5 separate regions of the Mus musculus genome follow, and regions 2, 3, 4 and 5 are each linked to region 1. A link is a contact called in public promoter capture Hi-C data. All regions are on one chromosome and are shown on one strand. Each heading gives the region's core, a stretch centred on a gene start, on an enhancer-like site or on the middle of the called end of the contact. The rest is flanking DNA. Distances are from core to core; before and after follow the strand shown.

The links. Promoter capture Hi-C pulls out the DNA fragments that hold promoters and counts their contacts.
Region 2: a promoter capture Hi-C map of the HPC-7 cell line shows a contact between it and region 1. The contact joins the promoter of Hpcal1 here to the promoter of Iah1 in region 1. A contact is called at or near these places in 7 of 39 promoter capture datasets (the HPC-7 cell line, cranial neural crest, embryonic stem cells and 4 more).
Region 3: a contact with region 1 is called in a promoter capture Hi-C map of pre-B cells. The contact joins the promoter of 2900060N12Rik here to the promoter of Iah1 in region 1. A contact is called at or near these places in 3 of 39 promoter capture datasets (cranial neural crest, frontonasal cranial neural crest and pre-B cells).
Region 4: a promoter capture Hi-C map of pre-B cells shows a contact between it and region 1. The contact joins the promoter of Klf11 here to the promoter of Iah1 in region 1. A contact is called at or near these places in 4 of 39 promoter capture datasets (cranial neural crest, maxillary cranial neural crest, pre-B cells and 1 more).
Region 5: a promoter capture Hi-C map of hematopoietic stem and progenitor cells shows a contact between it and region 1. The contact joins the promoter of Grhl1 here to the promoter of Iah1 in region 1. A contact is called at or near these places in 6 of 39 promoter capture datasets (cranial neural crest, frontonasal cranial neural crest, hematopoietic stem and progenitor cells and 3 more).

What each region holds. Positions count from the first base shown.
Region 1 is chr12:21,315,008-21,317,752 of GRCm38.p6, reverse strand. It overlaps Iah1 (isoamyl acetate-hydrolyzing esterase 1 homolog), which reads right to left and starts at 1,361. Exons shown (of 6, transcript NM_026347.3): 1 at 1,241-1,361; 2 at 325-377. The coding sequence starts at 1,321. Cpsf3 (cleavage and polyadenylation specificity factor 3) reads right to left here. Exons shown (of 18, transcript NM_018813.3): 18 at 2,697-2,745.
Region 2 is chr12:17,689,389-17,692,133 of GRCm38.p6, reverse strand. Hpcal1 (hippocalcin-like 1) reads right to left here and starts at 1,325. Exons shown (of 5, transcript NM_001361645.1): 1 at 1,088-1,325.
Region 3 is chr12:24,829,930-24,832,674 of GRCm38.p6, reverse strand. It overlaps 2900060N12Rik (RIKEN cDNA 2900060N12 gene), which reads left to right and starts at 1,358. Exons shown (of 3, transcript NR_166876.1): 1 at 1,358-1,855. Mboat2 (membrane bound O-acyltransferase domain containing 2) reads right to left here and starts at 1,076. Exons shown (of 13, transcript NM_026037.3): 1 at 901-1,076. The coding sequence starts at 975.
Region 4 is chr12:24,649,985-24,652,729 of GRCm38.p6, reverse strand. Klf11 (Kruppel-like factor 11) reads right to left here and starts at 1,359. Exons shown (of 4, transcript NM_178357.3): 1 at 1,164-1,359. The coding sequence starts at 1,205.
Region 5 is chr12:24,570,924-24,573,668 of GRCm38.p6, reverse strand. It overlaps Grhl1 (grainyhead like transcription factor 1), which reads right to left and starts at 1,382. Exons shown (of 16, transcript NM_001161406.1): 1 at 1,211-1,382. The coding sequence starts at 1,230.

The sequences.
Region 1 (2,745 bases), core at 112-2,611:
TTCCATACAAGGGTCTAATTCTATACATTTTAGTGGTGACTCAAGGTACATCTAAAATGGACTTTCCGATAGACGTTAACCAAACGGGTACAGAACGTTAGGAACCCACTAACAGGCTGGTTTGAAAGGTTCCAGGAAGGCAGAGCAGCCAATACAAGTGCTGCTGGTTCCCATGTGGTAGAAACTCGATTTTGTTGAACCTGAATTCCTTTCCTTTAACATGTATCCAGGAGGGGAAAGCTAGCAGATAAAAGCCTCCACCATTCACTCTGACTATGCTTCCCACCAGAAAGTAGCCAAGTACAATCTAGGAACTGTTCTTACCTGACTAGTCTGTCAGCCAGCAACGAGCCCCATCCACCCTGCTGGAAAGAAAACTGAAGAAAGAAGTCTGTTACTACCCACACAGCTATACACTATGGCATGGTGGTGGGCCAGGCCTGTTAGATGCAGACTCCGTTTAGACACTCCCAGGCTTCTTTCTTGCCTTCCTTGCTTGGGAAGGTATTTTGAGAATTACTGTGGCTTCACTTGGAAACTCTCTGGACATGAGAGGGTTTTACTGTGACCTAACATTAGAGACATTCGTTATCTGAACAGCAGAAAGCTCAACTATGTTGAGTCAGCTGACATAATGTTATCCCATTTCTCCACAGCTGAAAACTAAGGAAGCCTATGCTCTATTGATTTCCCTGACAGTCATGGCAATCCTCCAGCAGTATTGCGCCATCTCGCCCACTCACAAAAACTTAATGCCCAATATCTAAAAACAATGTTGCCAATTACTAGGGAAAGCCAAGCCCGCGTACGAGTAAATTGTGGAGAAGCGTCTTTTTTTGTTTTGTTTTGTTTTTTAATCTCCCTGAAGGAAGGCATCTTGAAGAATTTCCTCAATCGGGAACTATATGTTTTCAGATAGGGTTACTTTTTCATGCTGTTGAAAGCATTGTTTTCAAAAACCACTTGGTACTGGACCTAAGCCGCTTGAGGAAGAGAGGAGTGAACTAGTCGGTTCAAAGTTCAAAGTAGCTTCGGTGAAGAACCCGCAGGAGGTTGCAACCAAGCGAAGGCGGACCCTTTAAGCTCCCGTGCACCCCGACGCGCACCGGGCCATCCAGAGTCCGGGGGAGTCGGGCAGCTCGGGATCCGTACCGGCTCGCGGAGCACGGTGGGGTGGGGGAGAACCGCGCCTGGACTGCTCCGACACGCACGCGGATGCAGCCGAGGGTGCGGCGGGTACCTGCGTGATGGAGTCCCCGAAGAGCAACACGCGAGGCCAGAGCAGAGCGCTCCCGCTAGCAGCTCGCTCGCACAGCGACATGGTAGAAAGCCCAAAACCCCGCAGGGCTGCGCCGGATGTGGAGGAGCCTCGCGCCGTGGGCGGAGCTAGCTGCGGGCGGGGCTAGCCGTGGGCGGGGTGAGCCCCAGATCAAACCTCTTTGCACTCAGGTCTCCTGAAGCGAGTGTCCCCGGCCGGGTGAGTCCTGCCACCGGTTCACCCCAACCCCGCCTCTCCGAGACTGGGGATAGCTGTGGTGCTTGGAAATCTCGTTTTTAGCAGGAGCACTCGTCCATTTTTGGCCATGCCCAAGTGGAGGATTTCCTCTTCCAGTACTGGACTTGATGGGCACAGTAAAAGATAGAGGTGTCTAGGGACCCTCACTGTAGACCGCCTGACTTCACGGTATCACATGCCCCAGCTATTAAAAGGAAATTTCTAGTTTTATGTAATAAATTTTTGTATGTTATGGGGGCCCTAGGCTTTTGGTATAGGCCAAAAACATGGGAATTTGGCTGTTTTATAGAAATTTCATTTTAAGGAAGTCAGATTTACACTGTTAGCAAAGCACCGGAGCGTTTACACACCCAAGAGGGTAGGTAGACAAGACAGGCTACATGGGCGAAGTTCTTTGCCTTGATAGTGTGCTCTGAAGGAGAAGCACTCCCTTGAGAAGGGTGACAATCCCAGCAAGGAACTGAAGTGTTGCTATTTTACATAGATAGCAAACCTGGCCTCCAGGTTCTTTCAGCATCGCTGCTCAGCCCCTACCTGGTACCCTGCCCCCAACCCTGGACTGTCCAGCACAGGGGCTGGACTCTTCTGTAGTAGTCAATGAACTTTTTTTTTTAAGATTTGTTTATGTATATGAGTACGCTGTTCAGATGGTTGTGATTGTTGGGAATTGAATTTAGGACCTCTGCTTGCTCTGGTCCAGCCCCAAGACTTATTTATTACTATATGTAAGTACACTGTAGCCATCTTCAGACAGCAGATCTCATAACGGGTGGTTGTGAGCCACCATGTGGTTGCTGGGATTTGAACTCAGACCTTCAGAAGAGCAGTCAGTGGTCTTACCCGCTGAGCCATCTTGACAGCCCTGGGACCAGTGAACTTGATGGCCCAACAAACCTGCGTTTTTTATGTACTTGAATCTGGCTTGAACTGACTAATTTTAACATCAGAGAAACATCACTGAGCTCCACCCACTTTCTCCTTGGTCTGAATTTTATGTCCTTTAGAAAACCAGACTAATGAACTAACTCACACTACATCTGAGGCATAAAACCCCATCTCTGAATTGAACATGTAGATCCCATAACAGATGAGTCCTAAAAGTGGTGGTTTTAGAATCATAAGCCAAGGAATTGGGTAAGGGTGTGGAGAACAGGGGTTTCAAAGCTGTGGCACAACATTTGCATTCAACTCAAAACTCAGATTTGCCAGTACAGACCAGAGGAAGACAG
Region 2 (2,745 bases), core at 76-2,575, 3.6 Mb after region 1:
CGACATCCTCCAAGCACTTGTTGAACAAAAGGGCTCGCGAGTCTGTAGTCGCAGCCTTCCGGAACGCTGCCGGGGCGCAGGAGCCTTCCGGGCTAGCGCCCTACGCTGCGAGCTCCCCGCACACCCGAAGGCCGTGTCAAGCAGCCAGTAAGGTGCGGAGAGAAGGCAACGCACCCAGCCGCCTAAACTTTCTCAATCTCTCCAAGCTTTCGCTGTGAAGTTAGATCAAGGAAGGAGGCACAAACCACCGTATAGGAGGAAATGAGAGCGTCATCCTCAATAAAGGCAGAAAAAGATTTAAAGAGATGAGAATCCAATGAAGAGCACCTACTGTGCGCAAGACTCTGGGTCAAGAACTACGTGTAGTACGTTCTCACACTGTCAAGATAGCCCCTGAGGGGCCGCCCTCACTTGATACAGACGCCAACTGCGACTCAAAAAGGTGGCCCATCTCAGTCAGGCTCAGGTCTCAGGGCGGGTCACGGCGAGGCCAGGGCTGGGTTGGTCTTTCCCACTGTCCCAGAGCTGAACACAGCCAAGCGGGTCCCCATCCCTCATCAAAGCTCACAATTATCCAAGTGAACCTTGTGGACCTGCCGCCCCCACCCCACCCCGTGAGGGGTGTCAACGCCCGCTGCCACCAGGCAGGCACTTTGCCCATCGGATTCTAGTCGTACCCTCAGGTTCCTGAGCTACGCACTGCGCGGAGCGACACCAACCGGGGGCTCAGCTTGCCCGGGCAGACCGCCCACGCCCACCCCGCCACCCCCACTCTGCGCACAGCGGCTCCCCCCTCGACCCCGCCAGCACTAGTCCCCATCCCCACCGGCAACTGTGCCCTGACACACAATTCCACAAACGTAGTCTGAAAAGTGCACATCCCATCGAGCGCAACGATCCCCACGAGGACACGCCATTCTAGAGCCACGCCACCGTCCGCGGTCAGCTGCAAGCCCACTACGCAGAGAAACAGGCACCATCAGTACCGGCGCACACACACCCGTTCACTCACAGCCGGGTCGCAGCGAGCGGGTCACACACGCTCCCTCCATGCAACCCCGCAGTCCCGCAGTTTCCCCTTTCCTACCGGCTCTGGAGCTGGACGCGGTCCGCTGGCTTCTCGAGCCCAAGTTCTGCGGTGGCCGAGGCTGGGGAGGTGACCGAGAGAGCGGGCGTTTGCGCTCCCGCAGCCGCCGCGCCTGCTCTGCGACCTTCGCCGCTCGGAGAGACAAAAGGATCCGCCGGCCCAGGAGAGAGCGAGGTGTGGGCGACGGCCGCTCTGCAGGTCCACCACCCGCAGCCGCCGCCAGCCCGGGAAGGAAGGGAAGAGAAGGCGGGACCCGGAGGCGGAGGCCGGGGCGGGGCGCATCGCAAGGGCGGGCACTCAAGTTTCCAACGGACCCGCCTCCTGCTTCGACCACGCCCCCAGTCTTAGCCCCGCCTCAGCCGCAGCCTGGTCACGCCCCCGCCCTTTGCCACACCCGCTGCTGGACCCTCGGTGCGCCCACTCTGGTCCATATAGCTCCCTGATCACTCGCAGATTCTCAGCGCAGCAGAGGATACGATGGGTGTTAAGGCCACTGGGACTCGGGACGGGGAGACTCTGGGGGGGTGGAAGGGGAAGGAGAGCAGGGGAGGGGCCGAGCACTGGCCCCACCTCCCTAACCCTTGGCCTCTGGCCTGCGGGTGGGGAGAGGCCGAGAGGCGGTGCCCAAAAGGGCCGGCCTTACGCCAGCACCCACCCACCCCGCCCCCGCCCCCGCCCCCGCCGTACTTGGAAGGAAGTACAGTCCCAATGGCCAGGGAAGTGGAAAAGAGGCTTGAGTTGCCCTAGGCTCCCCAGGACCATCTGGGATGCCTGCAAGGATCTCCTCCCTCTCCACATCAGTCCCGTGTGCATCTGTCACCCACTTTCCTGCGCGTGGTTTAAGAGAAGAGCTTGGCCTGGAGGTGGAAGACCTACGTTCCAGCTGTAATTACTTCTGCTAACTCATCCAGCCATCTTGCCAAGAAAACCCTTGGATTCCCTCAGCCTCGGTTTCCTCACCAATAAACTGGACAACGAGGAGATCCAGAATCCTTCTTGGGGTCTTTGCCTCCCTGACATTCAGTGTGGTTTCAGTTTCCTGGTGAGGAGGCGGGGGCTTGGTTGACATCTCCCATAATAGGGACATCTGGCCTTGTGGGTCCCAGTGGTGCTTCCTTCAGACTCCCAGCATACTCTGGCAGATCGCACCTGCCATGCCCACCCACTGCAAATATCCCAGAAGACAGGTAACCACAGAAACAGCTTATATGAGGAGCTGGGCGAGCCTGTTGTGCAGAGATGAAACTGTCTCTCTGGCGTCTCTAGGGAAAAACTCAAATCCCTCCTTCAAATCCTCCTCCACAAAAACATGTGAGTGAACTCCTACTATTCAGGAGGCTGCCAGGGGTACCTGTAGTAGAGCAGCTCGGAGGTGGAGCTCTGGGGCCTTCTCCACTCCTCCCTGCCTCTGGTGCAGAAAGGCAAAACTAAACCCAGAGGGCTCAAGGGAATGACAGCTGTGAGAGTTAACAGCGCACCACCTGACTGATTTCGAGGGCTAACCTTTGGGTCTCTCTGGCCATGATCGCTTCCTTCTCAGTAAAGACCCCACGGGAGGTCAGTCTGCCCCTTTCTGTAGCACAGCACCACACAGGTATCTAGGGTTACAGGTAGGAGGTTCCCAGAAAGTGGATGGCTGAGGCAGAAGCCTTCAGATA
Region 3 (2,745 bases), core at 109-2,608, 3.5 Mb before region 1:
CTAGCAGCTACTCAAGCTGAGCCCATAGCCCTTGGAAGTGCAAACACCTCCAGATCAGAAATAATGTTAGGCTGAATTTCCAAAGTCAATTTCCTTCAGTACTGGAGCTAGACCAGCTATCTAACCATACCCCACCAACAACTTTCCCAGACCTTTCTCAGGACATACTTCCAAAGTTCCTTTGCTCAATAAAAATGGCGCTGCTTTCTCCATCCCAATGCTGTTTATTTCAGTAATCCTGAGGCCCTTTAAACAATCAAATTCGACTGGCCTCATTTAAATGCCAGCCTTCCCTAGTGTCAAAAGCTTCTCTGGGGGTAGGGTGAGGGGGTAGGATGGCTGCTCCTATCCACAGCTGCAACTTTTTCACCAGAAACCCTAGCATCGTGAAGTCACGTTGACTTCTCTTCATAACCTGTCTTCCCCCAAACTGTTGCCTCTCCGTCTATTGAGCCACACTTCAATGCAAACTGTCCCCAAGTGCAGAAGAGCTTAAGCCTCGTCCATCCACGCCGTGTCCTGGGCACTCGGCACCCAAACCATTCTTAGTCTCCCGATAACCCGCAGCAGTGCCAGGTCCACCGGTCCCGGGACTCCCGGGTCCGACGCCCGGTGGCCCGGCAGCGACAGCATGCACGCGCGCACGTCTGTCTAGCCCTCCCCGGCGGGCTGTCGCCGAGCCTCCGCCCGCGCCCACCCCCGCCCGGGCGGCGATGGGAGGCTGGGTGGGCACAGAGGCACCAGCCGGAGCGACAGCCGAGGGGACAAGGCCAGCCGCGCGCCCCCGCCCCGCCGGGCGCCGGGCACGGCGGTCCCGGCCCCAGCCCCCACCCTGCTCCCGCCCGGGTGGCACCGCGGCCGGCAGAGGCGGCCAGGGCACGACGCCCCGGACGCCGGTACCTGATCGATGGGCAGTTGCACGGCGTTGCTGAGGGGCTGCAGCAGGGTGGAGCCCGTGGTGCTGGTGGTGGCCATGGCCGGGCCTCGGCGCTGCGTCCGCTCGCTCCGGCCAGGCGCCGCTTGCTTGCTTGCTCGCTCTGTGCCGAGCTACGCCGAGGATGGGGATGCAGCGGCGCGCCCGCCCCTCGGCCGCCCGCGGTCGGAGCAGCCGCGCGGGGAGGGGCAGTGGGCGGAGTTAGTGGCCCCGCCCACTGCTGGGCGCCCCGCCCACCCAGCCGCGCGGCCCCCTCACGCCGCCGGGCGGCCCGATTTCCAGCAGCTTCCAGAGCCCCCTCCCCACCTCGCGCACTCGTGCGCCAGACAGCTCCGCGGTCCAATGGCGTCGCGGCGCCCCGACTCCCACAGCCAATCAGAGGACGCTGGCCTCGCCGCGCCCCTCCTCCGTGCTGAGGACCCCAGCGAGGGGCTGAGGCTCGACCATGGCTGTCGCCCGAGGGCGACCGAGAGTCAGGCTAGCTGGTGGGGGCGTGTGAGGGCGGCTTTGCCTCCGCCTCTGCTCACTTCCTTTCTCAGGAATGGTGGGCGCCGTCCCCACCCCTCACTGGCAGTGACGGTGGACAACAAAGGGGCTCGGGGTGGCGGCCAGACAAAGAGTTGCAGCGCCGGGGGAAGTTGGGAACAAAGGTAGGGGGCTGGGAGCTTCAGGGAGACGCGCTACAAGAACCCCAAAGCAGAAAGTGCCTTTGTCTCCTGGGCTGCCCAAACTTGCGGAAAGCCGGGTGGTCCTACCTCACCCGCCGCCCACCTGGGCCTGATCGGCCGCGCTGGGACGATGCCCTCACCGCGCATCCAGCTGAGAGGGAAACAGGTCGGACCTGGGCAGCGCCCGAGGGAAAGCCTGGGTAGCCAGCGGCCGGCATGTAAAGGCCCCGCCTCCTCAAAGGAAAGGCTGCTGGTAAGCATCCCTTCGTGCCTGCGAGCCTCTCTGCCAGATGTGAATTCTGCTGTGTCCACACCTCCATTCCAGGAGGGCAGTTAGTGTGTCAGCCCTACAAATGTGATCTCTTACCCTTTAAACTAGCCATGGGAACACCTGGAAAATGCCAGCATCGTCCTCTCAAAATCCAAGGATTTGGAAACTAATATTTAAAGGGGGGCGGGGGTTTAAATGTGCTGCTAACACTGCTTTTAAAGGTAGACTTATGTGAGTCCCCACAACAACCATGTGAGGCAGGTATTGTAACCACCCTCAATCTAGCAAGGAAATTGAATTCCAGAAAAATTACATAACTTAACCAAGAGCTAAATAACAGTGTGTGGGGGGGGGGGGGGCCTGAGATCCAACTAATTTAGCCCCAGTTTTGACCTCTTAAAGACAAGGCCCTCTTCATTCTCAGGTTTAACACCCACTCCAGAATAGCCATCAACTACTAGGTACAGCACTTCCTCAAGGACCACTCTAGAGGCTTCAGTAGTAAGAGCGGGCAAGTAGTGCTTCAGGAAACCTGGCTGTGGACTCAGCTCTCTCTGAAAAGGGGGTTATTGAATTTAGTTGGGATAGTCTCTTGCTGCTAATATTCTCTGGGTGAACAGCTGAGTCCTAGTAAGGTAGTCTTTTAGAGGATGGGGAGAAAATAATTGAGATCTTTCACTCTTAATATTGTGTTCCAACTAGCTGGGACCAATTAGAAATCAAACCTGTCCAATAATCTACTTCCTAAAATAGTCCCAAGTCTGGACCTCTCTATTAATATAACCTTGGATCGAGGACCTCTTTGTCTCTGTCTCCTCCCCCCCCCCCCTTTAGGGACGTGTTGAGAAAGTGTACAGGTGGCTGAACATATA
Region 4 (2,745 bases), core at 110-2,609, 3.3 Mb before region 1:
GAGAAACTTAAGCCTACAGACACATATTTCCATACATATTTTCTGAGCTTCAAAACTTCCTGTCTGTCCAGATTCCCCTTCACTGAACAGGCAAAGATATGACCATAGGGGCCAGACAACCTCCTGGAAGGGTATTTTGATTATGAGCCTTCAAGTGGAATCAATGTCCAGCCCCATACTAGGAAAGAATGCGAACGTAGGTTCCCTTGAGTCCATGTAATACTGTGTTCTCACCAGGAACCTGCTCCGCACCACTTCTCTGGCCCCCTACATTTCTATCAGGTTCTGTTGCTCCACACCCTACACCTTCTGACAGAGGTCCCTGCCATGACTTCACTCAGTCCCTGGGCCCAAGCCTGCAAAGTCCCATTTTACCACACCCCTTCTCACTTAGACTCCACCCTTCGCCCAGCTCTACCCTTACCAGCCCATTAAGCTTGGCTGACACACCTCTTCGAACCACACTCTTGCACACTCGCCTATCAAGACACACTATTGCCTTGCTCCTCATTCCGTCGTAACCCCATCCAGGCACTCTGGCCACACCCTCCTGAGATACCTTTACTTTGGCTCCACCCACAGCCCCTCCCACTGCACTCCTACCAGATGCTCTCACCACACTCCCTCCCTTCGGCTTAGCCTTTGCCCCGCCCCTAGATAAACTCTCACTATGCACTCTTACATCGGCCCCGCCCCACAGTCCTACCAGAGGTTCTCACCAAGCTCTCTAGCTTCGGTTCCGCCCTCTTACACTACTACCAGGTGCTTTCACCATGTCCTTCGCCTTGGTCCCATCTAGTTCCCCCAATATCTCCTCCAAGCACGCTTGCCCACGCCCTAGCTTTGGCCACGCCCCCATGCTGCGCCCCAGCTTTGACTCCGCCCCCAAGTTCCCGCCAGCCGCGCCCACATCCAACAGCGGTCCTCCTCTGGATTCGGGTGACGTCATGGCTGGAAATAGCCGCGCCGGGCGGGGCCGCAGCGGACCAGAGACAAAGCTGAAGGCAGGCTGCCGCGCTAACACACCCCCCTCCCCACCCTGACCCGGCCGAGCCTCCGGGTCCCTGTCCGGACCAGAGCAAATCCGCAGCCCCCACCGCAGCGAGAAGTCGCCATCCCTCCCGCGTCCCCCGTCTCGTCCCGCGCTCAGCCCCGTCACTTACCGCGCGCCCGTCGCCGGGGCCGGTGGAGCCCGGCGAGTGCATGGTGCCGTATGGCCTGCAGGCAGCAATGCTGCGAGGCAGGAGCCCTGCGTGCGGCGGAGGCTGCACGTGTGCGGCGGGCGGCGGTGTCCCGAGCGTCTGTTCCCGGCGCGCACCTCCGCCTTCCTTGCCGCGCGGCTCTGCCTCCGCGCGGCCCGGGAGGCGCGGGAGGGGCGGGGCGCCACGGAGGGAGCGGCCCTGGGCGGGGCGCGCGGGCAAACCAAAATACACCGCTCCCTGCTGGGGGCATGGCCTCTGCCGCCAGCCAATCAGCGCCAGGCCGGCAAGAAGCGGGCCAATGGGCGCCGCGGGGGGGCGCGTGATCGGAGCCTGGCTGCGGCGTGATCCGGCGGGGCGGGCGGCGGCACGTGTTTTGGTCCGGGCTAGAGGCGGGGCGTGAGGCCTGGAAAGTAGGGGAAAGGTCCCGGCGGCGGCGCGGCGGCAGTCGACCGCAGTAAGGTCCTCTTCTGCCGCAGGGGCTGCTCGCAGAGGTCGCGCGCTGGCCCCACGCCGTGGACGGATCTGGTAGGCGGGACCCACAGGGACGGCCTCACCCTGTCTCTAATTTCTTTTAAGCTGTCGTTGGCTCTTAGGACCGCATCTCTGCCCAGGAAGAGGCTTGAAAGCTGCTTGGGTTTAGGGACGACATCCGCTTTTTCCTGCATGGCGCCAGATCAAATGCTCTTCCTACTCTAATCTGCCTTCTGCTACAAAAGAACTACAGCCGTGTAGTCAGCCACTCGACATGTACCTAATGAAGCCTGCGCATCCTCCCCAGTGGCCATACAAAGGACACCCACTTGGGGTGTCCTCAGGCCTACGTGAGACCTGACCCAAATCCTGAGTATCCGTTTTTTCCCCTTGGGCCTTTAGGTGCGGTTATTCATGTACACTCATCACAAGTCTTGGAGAGCAGAGGTCAATGCATGCAGTATGTCGTGCCCACCTCCAACCTACAGTGCAGCAATAGGGCACCCCTCTACTAACCCCCTGATGCCTCACTGCAGAGCCTTGAAACTAGTGGAGGTCTGGGAGAATCATTGCTGATATGAGCAGACAGGAGCTGGACATTATGCTGCCTATTTTTATCAGACAGGTGAGCAGGCAGAGAGGCAGGCAGGCAGAGAGCCCTGTCCTTAAGCTGGTAAGGCCTAAGGGTTATAGTTGCAACCCTGATTCCTCAGTTTCACACTGGCTTGACAATGGAATTAAGTGAACCAAAGAAAGGGAGTTTGTTGAAAGTAACAGTAGGAGTGTTTAAAGGTGAATTCACATGTCTAACTACTGGGGCATTTAACACACATGGAGTTAGTCTTCTACTTGGGCCTGTTTAAATTGTTTTTGCTTCATTCCCACACTGAATTTCTGACTCCCCGTGTTCACCCTTACCTATAATGCCTCCGCCCCATCCAACGTCCCTACTGTCTCCTGTTCTCTCCACACGTGGTTTTATGGCGTATGTGTTGGAGAATAATCTCCAGAGTAATATGTTAATAGTATTTGGAGAGGGAGCCTTTGGAGGGTGATTGGGATTAAGGAAGGG
Region 5 (2,745 bases), core at 133-2,632, 3.3 Mb before region 1:
CCTTTGGGTCCTGAGGCCGATAGAGATGGCGGTTCCGGTTCCGTGGTGAGAGTCTCTGGTGTACTGCTGAGCTATTATTAATAGTCTAATAGCCACTTCCAGAAGACTCTGACAGCAGTTGGCTCGCTCAACAGTCGTAATGCTAGTTTTTCAAGCTTCCCTTCTCCCATCCCATCCAACATTGGTACAAGCATCAGAAAATAAATATTTTCCAAGTGGCTTTATGTCTGCAATTACCCTGAAGGCATTTTATATTTCCAAAGTATGCCTAAGGCCAAGAGGCTGGCACTGGGACTTTTGCCTAGTCAGTAAGTAGAGAAATAAACACATGAACAATTGCAGCCCACTTCTTCAAGAAGAGCAAGTTGTTGCTCCGGCCCTGAAGGTTCATGGGTGTTTTCAAATGAGCCTCAGACCTTCAAGAGTTATAGGTCAGGATTCTAAAAGGAAAGCCGAGCACTACCTGAACTTCATTTTCTACAAGACAAGATTAATCTCTTACTGATTCCACACTCAGCTAACCTTCATCAGAAAACAAGCATGAGAAAAATCCACCCTTAACAAGTTAACTATGAAACCAATTCTTCACTCCAGATTTACTGAGCCGAGATAAGACAGACTTGATCTTTCAGAACATCTTCATATTTATAGAAAAGTTGCGAGTAAAATCGAGAACTGCCCCCACACAAGTCCTGCCAACGTCTGATCACATCTTACATCATCACTGAACATTTCTCGCTGCTTTCTTATGTCCCAAACTCTAAAAAGCAATCCCGATTCGACAGTGGTCTCTAACTTTATCACCCTGCGTGCAGTTTCTTCCTCTTGATATTCCCAAACGGCAAAAATAGTCTTCTGTAATTACCATCGGTGATGCAAGGGCCCAAGAACACCCACAGCAGATTTCTCACACAGCAGCCGGAGTGAAGAAAACGCGCGGGCAGCGGACACTTCAACCTTCCCCTAGATCTCTCGCTCCGGCAGCTCCGCAGGTGACAGGAGGCTGCCCAGGGTCCACCCGTCCCCACCGGTCCATGAGCGCGGGGCCCGGGAGCCCGGGAGCCCTTAGACGACAGGCCGAGTGTCCCCCCCCACCCCCTAGCCTCGCCCCACCCAGCCTGTCCTCCCAGCTCCCGGAACCCGCGCCGTCGCCGCGGCAGGTGCGGTGGCCCCCGGGCCCTGGCCGGACTCGCGCCCGCGCCTCACTCACTTGTCGTACTCCTGTGTCATCGCGCTCGCTCGCCGCTGCCGGGCCGCAGAACTGGACTTTCGGGTTGGGACAGTACACCCGATCCGGGGGGAGGAGGCGGCGGCGGGCGGCGCGCGGCGGCAGGCGGTGGGTCCGGAGCGGCGGCCCCGACGGGTTGGGTTCGCTTTTCTCGCTCTGAGCCGGCTCGGCGCGGGCTGCGCGCACTGGGCGCTGGGCTCGGCCTCCCATTGGCTGGCGGAGCTCCGGCCCAAGGCGGAGCTTCTGGAACTGGGAGGAGGGAGCTCCTCCTGATTGGTGAGATGGAGCTCTGGGGAGGAGCCTGGGGGCGGACCGGAGGGCGGGGGCCACGCGGTGCTCGGCGGTGCTCAGCGGCGCTGGGGAGCTTGCGCGCGGCTGGCCCCGGTGGCGCCGGCCGGTAGTGCCGCCGGCGCCGAGAGGCTTCGGCGCACACCCGCGTGGGCGCGTTTCACCTTCCAGTTCTCTCTCGCGGTCAGTTCTCCGGCCCCAAGGCCTCTGCCTGGGAAATACCTAGGGAATTTCTTTGCAGCTGTGCAGGTTTGGAGGTTTCCTTCTGGTTCATCTCTCAGTGCCCACCATGTGACAGTCGCCAATCTGCACAGCCTCTTAATAACCCACGTTTCCCCGGCCAGCGGTCCCTGTTTATTGGGCACCTATCAAGTGTCAAAAGCATCACTCTAAGACACCTTCCCAAGCCCCAGAGGTCCCCACCAGCCTCCTGAGGGCATCTGAACTTGCTTGGCTCTTCATCTGCCCAGCGCTATATTTGGACTTTAGCATCCTCAACCCCTACCTACTACCTGTGTGGTCTTTCTGTTTGGCCAGCTCCAGATTGGCTTCCACTTTTTCCTCCCATATCCTAACCCCTTTTTAAACCATTTTCCTATGGGTCGGTTTCTTTAACCTCAGCCTCAGGCCTACAACAGTAGAGACAGGGACCTAGACAGAGAGGACAAGGCAGAGACAGAGCAGGCAAATTTTCCTGCCTCCTAGAGCGTCCTACTTTGAGAGTCACGGTGACTCCTTTGGTGTGCGGAGAGAGATGGCACTCTTTGCAGGTGGATGGGGAAAGTAGAGTGGAGCTCTCTGGGTTTAAAGATGTAGATGGCGAGGGGGTGGGCATAAGGGTGAAGGCACAGCTATAGACCGTGATAGAGGAGACACGAGTGTGTCCACTGAGGAGCTAGGAAAGCAGTGTGGCCAGAGAGTAACTGGGCACTGGTGCAAACTGTAGAGCCCCGCGGGTTTCTGTAAGGCCTTAAGTGAGGAAGCTTTGAAGGACTTGCGGTAGGGCATAGACAGACTTCACTCGTGTTTTCAAATAATCTGGTCACTGAATGGTAGGGAATCAGCAGGAGGCAATTTCAAAAGAGACAAGCAAAAGATAAATAGTAGCCAGAAGCATGACCCGGGGTGATGGGACACTGAGAAGGGTTTGAATTCTAGATGCCTCTGTGTTCAAACGAACAGGATTCTCTGAGACCCAAAGGGCAGGTTAGAGAGCACCTCTGACAGAT